Linked DNA regions of Gossypium hirsutum: all the other regions are linked to region 2. The links are chromatin contacts, called in public Hi-C maps. All regions are on one chromosome and are shown on one strand. Each heading gives the region's core, a stretch centred on a gene start, on an enhancer-like site or on the middle of the called end of the contact. The rest is flanking DNA. Distances are from core to core; before and after follow the strand shown.

The links. Hi-C and Micro-C count contacts between places; a contact is called where the count stands out from the background.
Region 1: a contact with region 2 is called in a Hi-C map of leaf, with 2.9 times the contacts expected there. The contact joins the promoter of LOC107916774 here to the promoter of LOC107916745 in region 2. A contact is called at or near these places in 7 of 34 Hi-C or Micro-C datasets (callus, leaf and petal).
Region 3: a Hi-C map of leaf shows a contact between it and region 2, with 2.6 times the contacts expected there. The contact joins the enhancer-like site here to the promoter of LOC107916745 in region 2. A contact is called at or near these places in 5 of 34 Hi-C or Micro-C datasets (all in leaf).

Annotation. Positions count from the first base shown.
Region 1 is chrA01:106,244,838-106,249,000 of Gossypium_hirsutum_v2.1, reverse strand. LOC107916774 (myb-related protein 308) reads left to right here and starts at 2,472. Exons shown (of 2, transcript XM_016846145.2): 1 at 2,472-3,280; 2 at 3,385-4,163. The coding sequence starts at 3,018. The coding sequence ends at 3,916. It overlaps LOC107916997 (L-ascorbate peroxidase 3), which reads left to right. Exons shown (of 9, transcript XM_016846385.2): 9 at 34-409. The coding sequence ends at 231.
Region 2 is chrA01:106,033,095-106,037,043 of Gossypium_hirsutum_v2.1, reverse strand. LOC107916745 (CTL-like protein DDB_G0288717) reads right to left here and starts at 2,002. Exons shown (of 3, transcript XM_016846112.2): 1 at 750-2,002. The coding sequence starts at 1,822.
Region 3 is chrA01:106,198,715-106,202,800 of Gossypium_hirsutum_v2.1, reverse strand. No RefSeq gene overlaps it. Among protein-coding and RNA genes, the nearest start is that of LOC107916774, 46 kb to the left of the region's middle. Within about 2 kb of position 1,985, at least 8 of the 9 cell types and tissues checked have an H3K27ac peak or open chromatin away from gene starts, as enhancers often do. A contact at or near this core is called in leaf, where this site is marked.

The DNA of each region.
Region 1 (4,163 bases), core at 1,223-3,722, 210 kb before region 2:
GCATACTCCTACAACCTTCATGGTATTTGGCAGGATGAGGATGCATTCTTTAGAGATTATGCAGAATCTCATAAGAGGCTTTCAGAACTTGGGTTTGATCCTAGTTCCTCTCGATCCAATCCGGTTGCAAAGGACAGCATCATATTGGCACAGAGTGCCGTTGGGGTTGCGGTTGCCGCAGCCGTTGTGATCGTTAGCTACATTTATGAGGTTGGCAAAAGAATGATGTGAAGCTAGTTTACTCAAGTCGTTGTAGAACAAAACATGCATTATAATTATTCCATTGTCAGATTAGCAGAACTTTAGCCCAATAATCTGGCTAGCTATTTATGTAAAAGATGAACATACAAAAGTTGTCCCATTTGAACAAAATAACAAACACAAAGATGACGCCCCTGATCCACTTCAATCCATGACATTTATGTTACAAACCCTTTCTGTTGTTGCTTTTATTTTCATGTTGTTTCAACTGGAAACGAGCCACCACTTCCCTGGCAGGAGGGAGGGGCCAATAATGAAAACAAGGACCGCAAGTTGCAACCAGGTCTGCACTGCCTGTATGGATAATTACACGAAAAATAAAGGGAAATTGAGGTAAGGTGTGAAGTTTGGACATCTGAAACAGACCTTCCACTAAGGTTAAAAGAGTCCCACATGGTGGGGGCAGCCAAAAGGTAGGTAGGTAGGTAACGTAAGGGTCTAGAGCCACTTTTTGGACAGCTCTTCTTATTCATAAAGTTTTTGTTCAAACTCAATACCTAAGCACATGATATCCACGTTCTGCTGTGATGGTCACCACAATCTGATTATTGCAATCCTTAACCTAAACCCCTTACCCCATTTTTAGGACCTTAACCAATCATGTAGTTATAAAATTAAAATCCCTATCAATTTTTTATTTTATTTTTAAATTCTCTTTTGTTTGGGGGTTTGTTAATAATCAAACAATTCTGAATTCTCTTTTAGGAGTCTTATCTTTTAAAGTCATAGGACAGTCGGTCATGTGGTTGTGCGGTGTGGGAGATTGGGATTGCTTGGGTTAGGAAAATGACTTGGTTAAAAAGCCAACCTAACTGATTGCGATCATGATGTGCGCCGTCTGATTGAAACAGGTTAGGCACCATTCAATTAATGCGTGTAGGTAAATGTTTTGATCCATCATTTTTTAGCCCATTCTTAATTTTCTTTTTTCCCCTTATGATGTAAAATTCAATTTGTTGTTTGTTCAAACGTTGAGAAACAAAACAAAATGGATAAGCATAGGTGGGTTTTTAGTTAAAAATAAAGATAATAAAAGTAGAAAAAAAATAAAAATCTTAAATGGTGACCCTGTCTGTCCCCCCCTCCCCCATCCCCGTATAGTTGAACAACAAATAAGGCCAGGTATTGGACTAGTTGCAAGGACAGTCAGAAAGGTGAAAAAAGTAGGTGAAATCTCCCCCTCTCCCCCAGTCCTAAAAACAACTTGTTCTCATCATCCTTAGCTCTTACCATCCACTTGAATTTCATGATGAGAGAGAGAGAGAGGGGGGGGAGAGTTTTGTTATGAGTGGTGGTGGGTGACAAATATCAGTATGCAAATTGGAGAGGGAAAGATAGAAAACAACAAAAAGGGTGAAAAAAAGAATCAACCTTTCCCATCCCTAACCTCACTGCTGCCCATTTGTTGCCTAAACTTAAACCACAAGGTTTGGGGGGAAGAACCAAAAAGAAATAAAAAGGAAAGTGGAAGGTGGAAGGTGAACCAAAGCCCACAAACAAAGACAACCACAACCACACTCATATAATATTAGACTTATTTTAGAGTATTTATCTTTTCCCTATTCTCCCTTTTTCTTTCATCATCATCCTGCCCCTGAACCCCAACCTCCAAGTCTTCTAGAACCACCCCCCTTTTCTCTCTCCTGCATGATGATGGTATACCAATAGAATAAAGATCCACAACTACCACCCTATTTCATGATTTCTTCACTAATATATCCTATCCACCACTCCATTTCACTAATATAGCAACCTTTTATATATATATATATATGTTTTCCCACCAACATATAAAAAATACTTCCAGCTTCAAGATTTGATTTTTCTTGTAAACCAAAACTAGTCAACTGGACAACATTTAGTGTCATATATTTACACAAAAATAATTCTGTAATGGAGCTTAATATTATAGTTAAGGTTCTTTAATCTTATAGTATTCAGACTTTTGAGTCATAGCACTCTCTTTCTAATTCTTTTTCAATTACAAAAGAGATCACACCGGTTAATAAAGAAAAAAAAGTGTGATAGATAGATATTGAGATTTAAATCCGGAAAACCTTTGGTAAGGATGGATGTTAGTTCCAACAACATGATAAAATATTTAAGTTGAACATGTACTCTGGTACATGTTGTCTAATTTGAGTTGGGGGAAAGATTATGAAAGCTAACTAAATTATTAATCTAAAGTAGTACAGGTTTAGACAAAGGGCCAAAGGTAGGGAAAAAAAACTATTATAGAAAAAGAATGGGGTGGGAGAGAGCAGAGATCACACTTTGTCCTACCCATGCTTTAATACCTTACTTTACACCTACCTAAAGGTTACCTACAGTTAATATATATCCCTTTTAACTTATTATATATGATTGATGCTAATATCATCAAGAGAGAGGCTACCAGCCACTCCCCTCAAACCTGTCTCACCAACTCACATCTAGAAGCTAAAATTAGGGTCACTGCGCTCTTTCTCTTTCTGGTTGTGTGTGTGTGTAATAGTCAAAAGGCTATATAAAAAAGCATCTAAAGTGCTCTCAAAGGGCCGGCCTCAATGTTCCTGCAACACAAAAAACAAGGCCTCCATTTCATTTTCCACCCTTACTACTTCTCCTAGATTCTAAATATAATATATACACGCACATATATATGATATCATAGTATATTTTATACTAGTTTGTATAGTATTGAAAAACTGCAAACGTAGGCTACTAGTGCTGCTAGTTTCCACAAGTTGAAAAAGGTTTCTTTGTGTTACTGAATTATGGGAAGGTCTCCTTGTTGTGAGAAAGCTCATACGAACAAAGGTGCGTGGACTAAAGAAGAAGATGATCGCCTCATAGCTTACATCCGAGCCCATGGTGAAGGTTGCTGGCGTTCACTCCCTAAAGCTGCTGGCCTTCTCCGCTGTGGCAAAAGTTGTAGACTTCGTTGGATCAATTACTTAAGACCTGATCTTAAACGTGGCAATTTCACTGAAGAAGAAGATGAGCTCATTATCAAGCTGCACAGCCTTCTTGGTAACAAGTAAGTGTTGTATATATATAGATAGATGATATATTCAACTTTGTTAGTGTGTGGTGCTTGAAATTTTGATTGGTTTTTTATGGGGGATTCCTTGAATTTTATAGGTGGTCTCTTATAGCTGGGAGATTACCAGGAAGAACAGATAATGAGATAAAGAATTACTGGAACACGCATATAAGAAGGAAGCTATTGAGCAGAGGTATTGATCCAGCAACTCACAGACCACTCAATGAGGCTTCTCAGGATGTAACAACAATATCTTTCAGTGGTGCCAAAGAAGAGAAAGAGAAGATTAATACTAACAGCAATAATAACCCTATTGGATTTATCACCAAAGCTGAAAAGAGAATCCCAGTTCAAGAAAGGTGTCCGGACTTGAATTTGGACCTCAGAATTAGCCCTCCTTATTACCAGCAAACCCAACCAGAGTCATTCAAAACTGGAGGAAGAACTCTTTGTTTTATTTGCAGCTTGGGAGTTAAAAACAGCAAAGATTGCACTTGCAGCACCATTACTACTGCTGCTGGTAGCAGCAGCAGTAGCAGTAGCCACAGCAACAGCAACAACAGCAGTGGTTATGATTTCTTAGGCTTGAAAGCTGGTATCTTGGAATATAGAAGTTTGGAAATGAAATAATAGAGTGAAAATTTGGATTTTTAACTATGTAGTTCAACTCCCTCCCCCCCCCCCCCAAAAAAAGAAAAATGGAGAGAAATGACAAGGAGATCATTGTTATTAGTTTTAAAATCTCTTTCATTTCTCTTTTTTATTTCCAATTTGTATGATTATTATATCACATTATATATGCATATATTAGTAGTATAGATGATCATTGTTGTTGGTGAATGTTTATGCATTTATTGAGATATAAAACCTTCTTCTT
Region 2 (3,949 bases), core at 753-3,252:
CAGATGTTTCATTAAGACATCTTTCAGAAATTACCTTACCAACACTAGGATATAGTGTTCTGGCTAGTCGACAAGAAGCTAAAAGGCTGCCTAATCTCAATCGAAAAGGACCTAATCTTAGAAAAGAAGTCAACATGCTGTATTTTGGCATGGCAATTTCAACAAAGAAACTAGAGAAGTAGCTCTCTTTTCATGGCAATCTAGCCCTCTATAGAGATGCATAAAGGAACTAAATGAATTTCATATACTAAGATAAAAATCCATCACAAGAAACACCAGAAGGCGAGGAACACACTCTCAGAGTTGTTGTTAGGAACAAGATCGTTTGACCATTCGTCACTCCATTCAATCAAATGCAAAACAATGTCGTCAAATTGAATCCACAAGTCCAAACCAAAGTGAATTGCCACCATAGTGACCTTCCATACTCAAGTACAAATACTATACTCATATACATCATGCAGCTATAAACCATACTAAAATCGATGTTATCAACTATGTGCCATTACAATTATCCTAAGGTTTATCACCAAGATCTTACTCTTTGATAATTAATCTATTTAAACAGTCTGGTATTCATAATGTAAGCATGCATCCAAAGTTCAAAGCAGTCACTCAGAAACACAAAAATATAAGTTCCAATTCAAGCTTAGTTTGAACTACCCTCACAGAGAAGCACAAATCATCTATAATAATACATTGAATGCATAGATCTTTATTCAGAAAAGCTGAAAACAGTAGGAAGTTACCTCAAAGATCTTCTTATGCTCCGGTGAGGTTTCGTATCATCTTTGGAGAAGTACCACTGAGCAATGGTGCCACTGGTAACATATACCTGAGCTTCCACCATACCGGTCAAGGACCACAACATTGTCAAAATAGCCAATGCAAAATAAGCAGGTACCCAGCTATCTTGTTTCCAAACACAAGTATACTCTCCATTCGATTCTTTAGCCACAATTTTCCCATTAAACCTAGAAAACACCAAGAACACAACAATTGACGCATAATAAGCCACCAATCCAACGGTCAACAACGGTATCACCAAAAACAACCCTAAATTCCTCGAAAGCGCATCGGAAGCAACCCCGATAATCCTCACAGTCAACTCGATCCGATGCCAATTAGCCACAATGATCCAAATAATAACCCCAACTATTAACAAAATGAAAACAAGCACCAAAATTCTATAGACCAAAGGGAAAGCATCACTACAAGAAGAGCTCAAGGTACAAGCAACGAACCAATAAACATCAAAGAAAACCGGCATGATTATAAAGAAAGGAAGCAAGACATAAACGATCTGCTTCGTGTAGTGTTTGAGTAATAAAAGCAAAAGTAAACATATGGGTACACTTAAAACTGAAGTTATCACAAGGGTCCATACTAAATACGTCCAAAGACTGGAACTTGACAACGCAAAAAATGAAGTTTCAGAGACCCATATTTGACTTGATAAAAAGGAAGTGGCTTGAACGCAAGAAGTGGAATTGGAATCGTAAGTGAAGGCCGAAACGTTGGAGTAGTTGTCGTTTCGATGGAAGATTGAGAAAATACCGAAAGCGAAAGTGCAGAGGACGAAGAGAAGGAAGAGTATGAGGAAAGGGAGGTCTTTGAAAGGTCTGGGCCCGTAATTGAAAGAGATCTGGAGGGACTGAGTTGGGTCGGATTCGGAGGGATCGGATTGAGGTGGTTCTTCGATTGGAGGAGATGGGTAGGCAGAGCTGGTGGTGGGTTTGAAGAGGAGAGGTTCGGTGGAGGAAGCGGCGTCGTATAGAGATGTGGATTTGGAAGTGGTGGTATCTTCTTCCGTGCTGCCCATCGCAGCGACGAATCAAGGGACGGAGAAAACAAAACGACCGTGGGGAGAGATGTTTTATCTGATTAGAAAGAAGAAATTTTAGGACTTATGCTTTCAATAATTATTTTTGTTTGTTTTAGTACTTTTTTGGGGATTTATTTAATTTTATATTTATTTTGGGGTGTTTGACTGTTTGTTCATGGAACGGAAGCCGAATTACTAAAACTAAGAGCTGGAGAAGAAGATGAGTGGGTTTGGACCGTTTGGTCGTGGTGGAACGGAACTGTTGAAGTGCCACGTGGAACTATTCATTACTAAAATAAATATGAGATAAATCAATTATATTCGGGTGAAATATTACTTAAAAAATGTCAAAGAAATTTTTAAAAAATTATAATTTTTCTTTTTAAAATAATTAAAGAGCATAAATAATCTTACATATTTATAATTAAATTTCAATAATATATTTTTAATTATTAGAAAAACACTAACTGAATTTAACAAGTGTACATAATGAATTAGTTGGAGTTGATGATCACATATCGGACTATGATTCATGGTATCAAAAAGCAACAATAAAGGCGTTCAAATCTTATTTATTCAGTCCATTTTTGTTTTTTCATCTTGTTAATTTTAGTATTAAAGTGGTCTCACAGGTAGGTAATTTATGACAGATTTTGTCACTCCTACATCAATCCTTTTTTTCTTCTGATCTAAGGGAACGTTTCGTTCACAATACAGATTATACCTACTAGGTGATTTCCCAGAATATAAAATTATCTTTAGTAATCTTAAAATTACTTAATACATTATCAAATATATTTTCCATTATTTTATTTAACTGAAATATAAATCTTATTATTTAAAGTATGAAAAGTATTATTAAATAATGATACACAAAATGTTATATTTTCTCAACTAAAAGTAGTACGACAGAATGTAATAAAGTAGACATGCTAAATTTTGTCAACTAATAATAATTAAGTCATCATTATGGGTTGTAAAGAATATAATTTTATATCACAAACATATATATTTCGCTCAAAATAATTATTTTAGTATTTTATTTAATTTTAACATAATTACATAAAATACCCTCAACGTTTAATATTACGATTTTTTAAAAAATTGATAAATGTGAATTAATCATCAATCAAATGATAAATCTACGAAATAGCCTATATAACATGTCACATAAGCACAATAAAACATTTTTTTCTCAACGCTTTCTCAAATTTTCTCTCTTTCACATTCAAATTCGAATTAAAAATACATATTTCAAAAAATAAAGAATAGAAATTAATAAATAACAAAAGAGGATTAAACTCACACAAAAATATTTTTGAAACAAACAAAGGAATGACAGACTCAATCTTAAAAAAATGAAAAAGGAAACATTAACGTTGAAGTAGTAGAATAAGCAAAGTTCCCTTGTCTTTCTCTGTTCAGTCTATGTGATTAACTTGTGAGCTAACTGAGTTTAGCTCAAGAGAGAAAAAGAATGAATCAGGAAGTGTTTATTTATAGCTTCGTTGCTCGAGGAGCAACGATCTTAGCTGAATACACTGGGTTCACTAGGAATTTCTCAGTAATCACAACTAAGTGTTTGCAGAAACTCACTTCTTCCAACAACAAGTTTACTTACAATTGTGATCACCATACCTTTAATTTTCTTGTTGAAGATGCTTATGGTAATTCCCAGAACTTTGATCTTTTTCTTTCTTTCTCTATTTTTTTTTCTCGATAAACAAATAGGATTGTGGAAGGTTTAAAAGCTGAATTTGGAGGTTAAAGTTAGTAGATCTAGCTAAATTAGTATAAAATAGGATGTGGGATTTGCTAGATTTTTGTTAAAACACTAGAAAGTTAGCTTCTTTTTGTTGTAAGGATTCGTTTTATTCTATTTGGCTGGTGAGAAAACTGAAGAAAATGGTGATGTGCATATAAATATATATATATATATATATGTATCTATATTATGTTTTAATGGATTTCATTAGTTTGCATGCCTTTTTGGATGTCTGCTATATGTTAGTTCATTAACAAAGATGTGTTGATTAGAAAAAAAAACTAACAACTCATGGAAGCTTTGAGAAAATCTAGAAAGAGGGAAAAAACTAAAGATGTGTTTGGAAAGAGAAAAATCTG
Region 3 (4,086 bases), core at 736-3,235, 170 kb before region 2:
TTTAGACCTATTAGTCTCTATAATGTTATTTATAAATTGATAGCAAAGGCAATAGCAAACTGTTCTCAACAGGTGTCGGAAGTTTGCATTGATAAAGCCCAAAGTGCTTTTGTCTCGGGACATTTAATTTCGAGTAATGTGCTCTTTGCTTATGAATTATTACACACATTTCGACAAAAAAATAGGGAAAAAGGGCTTTAAATTAGATATAAGGCATATGATTGGGTTGAATTGAGATTTCTTAAGAATATGATGGAACGCATGGAGTTTGATTCTAGGTGGGCCGGGGTCATTATGAGATATGTATCAACTGTACCATACTTCGTTAGTATCAATAGCTAAATAAAAGTTTCTTTTTGACCTCATAGAGGACTTAGACAAGGAGACTCGTTAAGTCCTTTTTTATTTCTAATTTGTAGCGAAGGTTTATCCACCCTCATGCGTCTTGCTTTGGGGGAAGGGTTGTTAAAAGGTGTGAAAGTAAGCAGACAAGGTCCCTAAATTTCCAACTTACTTTTTGCTAATGACTGTCCTTTTCGGGGAAACGAGTGAGCGAGGTGCCCAAATTTTAAAGGGAGGACAATGTGTCACCTATAATAAATCTACGAATTTTATAGCTCAAATACTCGAGAATTAGATCGTGAGCTAATTTCGCAATAGTTGAGAGTGTGTTACTTAAACGACTCGGAGAGGTACTTGGACTTACCAAATATGGTGGGACGACAAAAAAAAGTTACTTCTCAAACATTAAAGGATAGAATCAAGAAGAGGATTGATGGGTGGAGTACACGGTTCCTTTCTCAAGGGGGAGGTCTTTATAAAATTGGTGTTACAAGCCATCCAAACCTATTCGATGGCATGTTTTTTGTTACCCAAGATGTTACGTAGGGAAACTGAAAGTATATTAGCGAGGTTCTAGTGGCAAAAAGGGCATGGTAAGAAAGGGATACATTAGTGTGATTGGGCTCGACTTTGCACACTAAAGGAAGATGGATGTTCGGGCTTTTGCAATTTGAAAAAATTCAAATATTGCGATTTTTGCCAAACAAGGCTAGAGGCTTATTAATCAACCAAATTCCTTATTAACTTGTGTTTTAAAAGCTAAGTATTATCCTAGTTCTGATTTTTTAAATGCACGGCTAGGTAATTTACCGACTTACTCGTGGAATAGTATTTGGGCTACCAAAGGTTTATTGCAAAAGGACTTGTGTTGGCGGGCTGGTTCGAGGGAAAGCATTTTAATCTCAGAGCATGCATGGATTCTAGGTTTAATTAATTACAAATTATGTGATGACATGCAAAATAATGTTGTTTCCTTTGTGGCGTAACTTATTTATAATACTACGAGAGATTGGAATAAGGAGATTGTGCTCAATACCTTCTCGTCTAAGGATACGAAATGAATTCTGTGGATACTATTAGCCAAGGAATAGGGGAAAAGCCAAAGCAATTTGTTAAGGGGGAGCTGAATGAAATTTTAATTTTGTATAGTCTATATTTTTTATAATTTTTAAGTATTAAATTAAATTTTTATATTTTTATGGGATCAAAGTGTAATTTTACATTTACTAATTTAAAATTTTAAAAATATTAAAAAGTTTAAATAATAATTTTTCGGGCTGAGGCCCATGCCAGCCCCCTAGAATCGCCTCTGCCAAGGAGCTGACATGATGACTTTGTGGTGTAGCAGGGTGAACACTGGATGACTTACAGACCATTTCTAATGCTTTTTATAGGAAGCTCTAGAGCCTTAAACTTCCCACTAAGATTAAGATTATAATCTGGAGAATTGCTAACAATTATATCCCTACATTTACAAATCTGAACCTTCAACCTTGGTGATTAATACTGTCTGCCCTCGATGTACGGGGGGTATGGAAAATTGGGACCATGTTTTTAGAAATTGCCCTGTATTAGTAGAAGTAAGGTCACAATTAGGCCTTCGTTGGGTTTTAAACAGAGCAGATTTGGGCCGGTAATCACCATACTAGGAGGATGTTTGGAGGAGCACTATGGGCAATCTGGTTAGATAGAAACAAAACGGGTTCATGAACTGGACAGAAGATCGCAAATGATTTACTTTGCAACTTGGTGGAAATTGATAAATCAGAGTTAGATGGGCCTACAAGAATGAGTGCGAATGACCAGTGGCTTCCCCCATATGGTGAACTCATCAAAGTTAATTTTGATGAGGCTTTTGACAAAGATTGTCTTGAATCTTGCTCTAGAATTGTGGCAAGAAACACTGGTGGTTGGGTTCGGGTCTCACGAACAATACTTCATGAAAAAGTTGCGTCCGCTTTCGCTGCAGAGGCCCTTGCATGTTCTTGGGCAGTACAAACAAGTATGGAAATGGGTTGGTCAGATCTCATCTTTGAAGGGGACTCGTTATCAGTTGTTAATAAATGTCGAATAAATTCCCTTGATAAGTCGGAAATTGGTGCTTATAAAAGGAATATTCAACAAATTTCGAAAAAATTCTGGTGGGTGCGATTTCAACATGTGAACAGGAAAGCCAATCAACTTTCTCATATACTAGCGACAGAATGTTTAAGAAGGAATGAGCAAACTTACATGGAAGGTGGGGTTTCCAGATTTGGCGGACGGAGAATGGAAGACGACTGGCCGCGCGAATCAGATTGAAGGAGTTATTGTGTTTAGGGCATGGAAGAATCGGGAACGATGGAAAATAAATGGAAGAGGGTTTTTGGTTCTCTTGGAAGATGTAACCGCTTGGTCTTGAAATGTGGAAATGAATTGATGCGGCTTTTTTCATCATTGAATGTGGCTGGTCAATCTTTTGGTCTGCTTTATTTGTATTTTGAATTATTTTTCCTTAATTTGTTTTAGGACTGGTTGGTTTTGGGCATTATGTTGTTGGGTCAGGTTATTTATGCTTTCTTTCTTTGCTTTTAAGCCTGTCAATTTTGGGTCTTATGCTGTTTTGTTTTTTCTTTTGTATATTAATAAAATCTAGCCCATTTATTGATTAAATTATTAATTTAATATACTTTTATTAATACACATACAAATGTTTATTTAAAATAATTTTTAATTTTCATTTAAAAATATTTGGGATAGTTTGTGTTTAAAAAATAATATATATTGATTAAATAATTGTTGGGATAATTTCTGTTTTTAAAAAATAAAGTATATTGATAAAAAATTATTGTTAAATTTTGTGCAATTTTTTAAATAGGATAAAAAATAAATTTTATACTTGTGAAAATTTGAACAATTTTTTAAAACGATAAAAAAATTAAATTTTATACTTAAATTTTAGGCAGTCAATGTGGAAAGAAATTAGTATTTCCATCTCAGTTAGGAGTTTGACACATTGTATTATATATATATATATAAAATATTAGAGATATTTGTGGGTTGAGTTAAGACACTTTGAGATTTGATTTAGGTATGATATTAACACATTTTATGTTTACCGAAACCTCTCATATTTGTAATTATTTAATCCAAACTCATTTCAGCCTCATCCATATTTTCTTTATAAAATTTAAAAAATATGTTTGTATTATTTTTAAATTTAATATACATGCTTATTTATTAAAATTTTATATACAATCATCTTAACATTTTTAATGTTTCCATTAAAGTAGTTTTATAAAAATACATAAAATAAAACATTAAACAAGTCTAATTTTTTTTCAAGTCCATTTTTTGGGTTTATTTTTTTTTCCCAAATTCCCTCAACTCAGGAGAGCTTTTAGACTTGAGCGAGTAATTTAGTCCATAAATAAGTTTATTCTATATGTGATATATTTAATTTTTAAAGATTATTTTATTATTGAAAAAAATATAATTTTGAGCTCACTTCTAAATAAATATTTTTAAAAAACAAAAAAACAAAAAAGTAAGATGGAGCAATCCTTGAATAACTAATTTTATATTTACTTAGCAGACAGATGAATAACCTGGTTTGCTGATGATTTAATTTGTGATTATGGCGCATTAGACTTTGAACATCAAATAATTAAAAAAAGAATCACTAACATGATTAGCTAAATCATGATGTAGCACTAACAGGGGGAACCTGACATGATGTAGCAGCTTCGTTTTATCCACTTACCT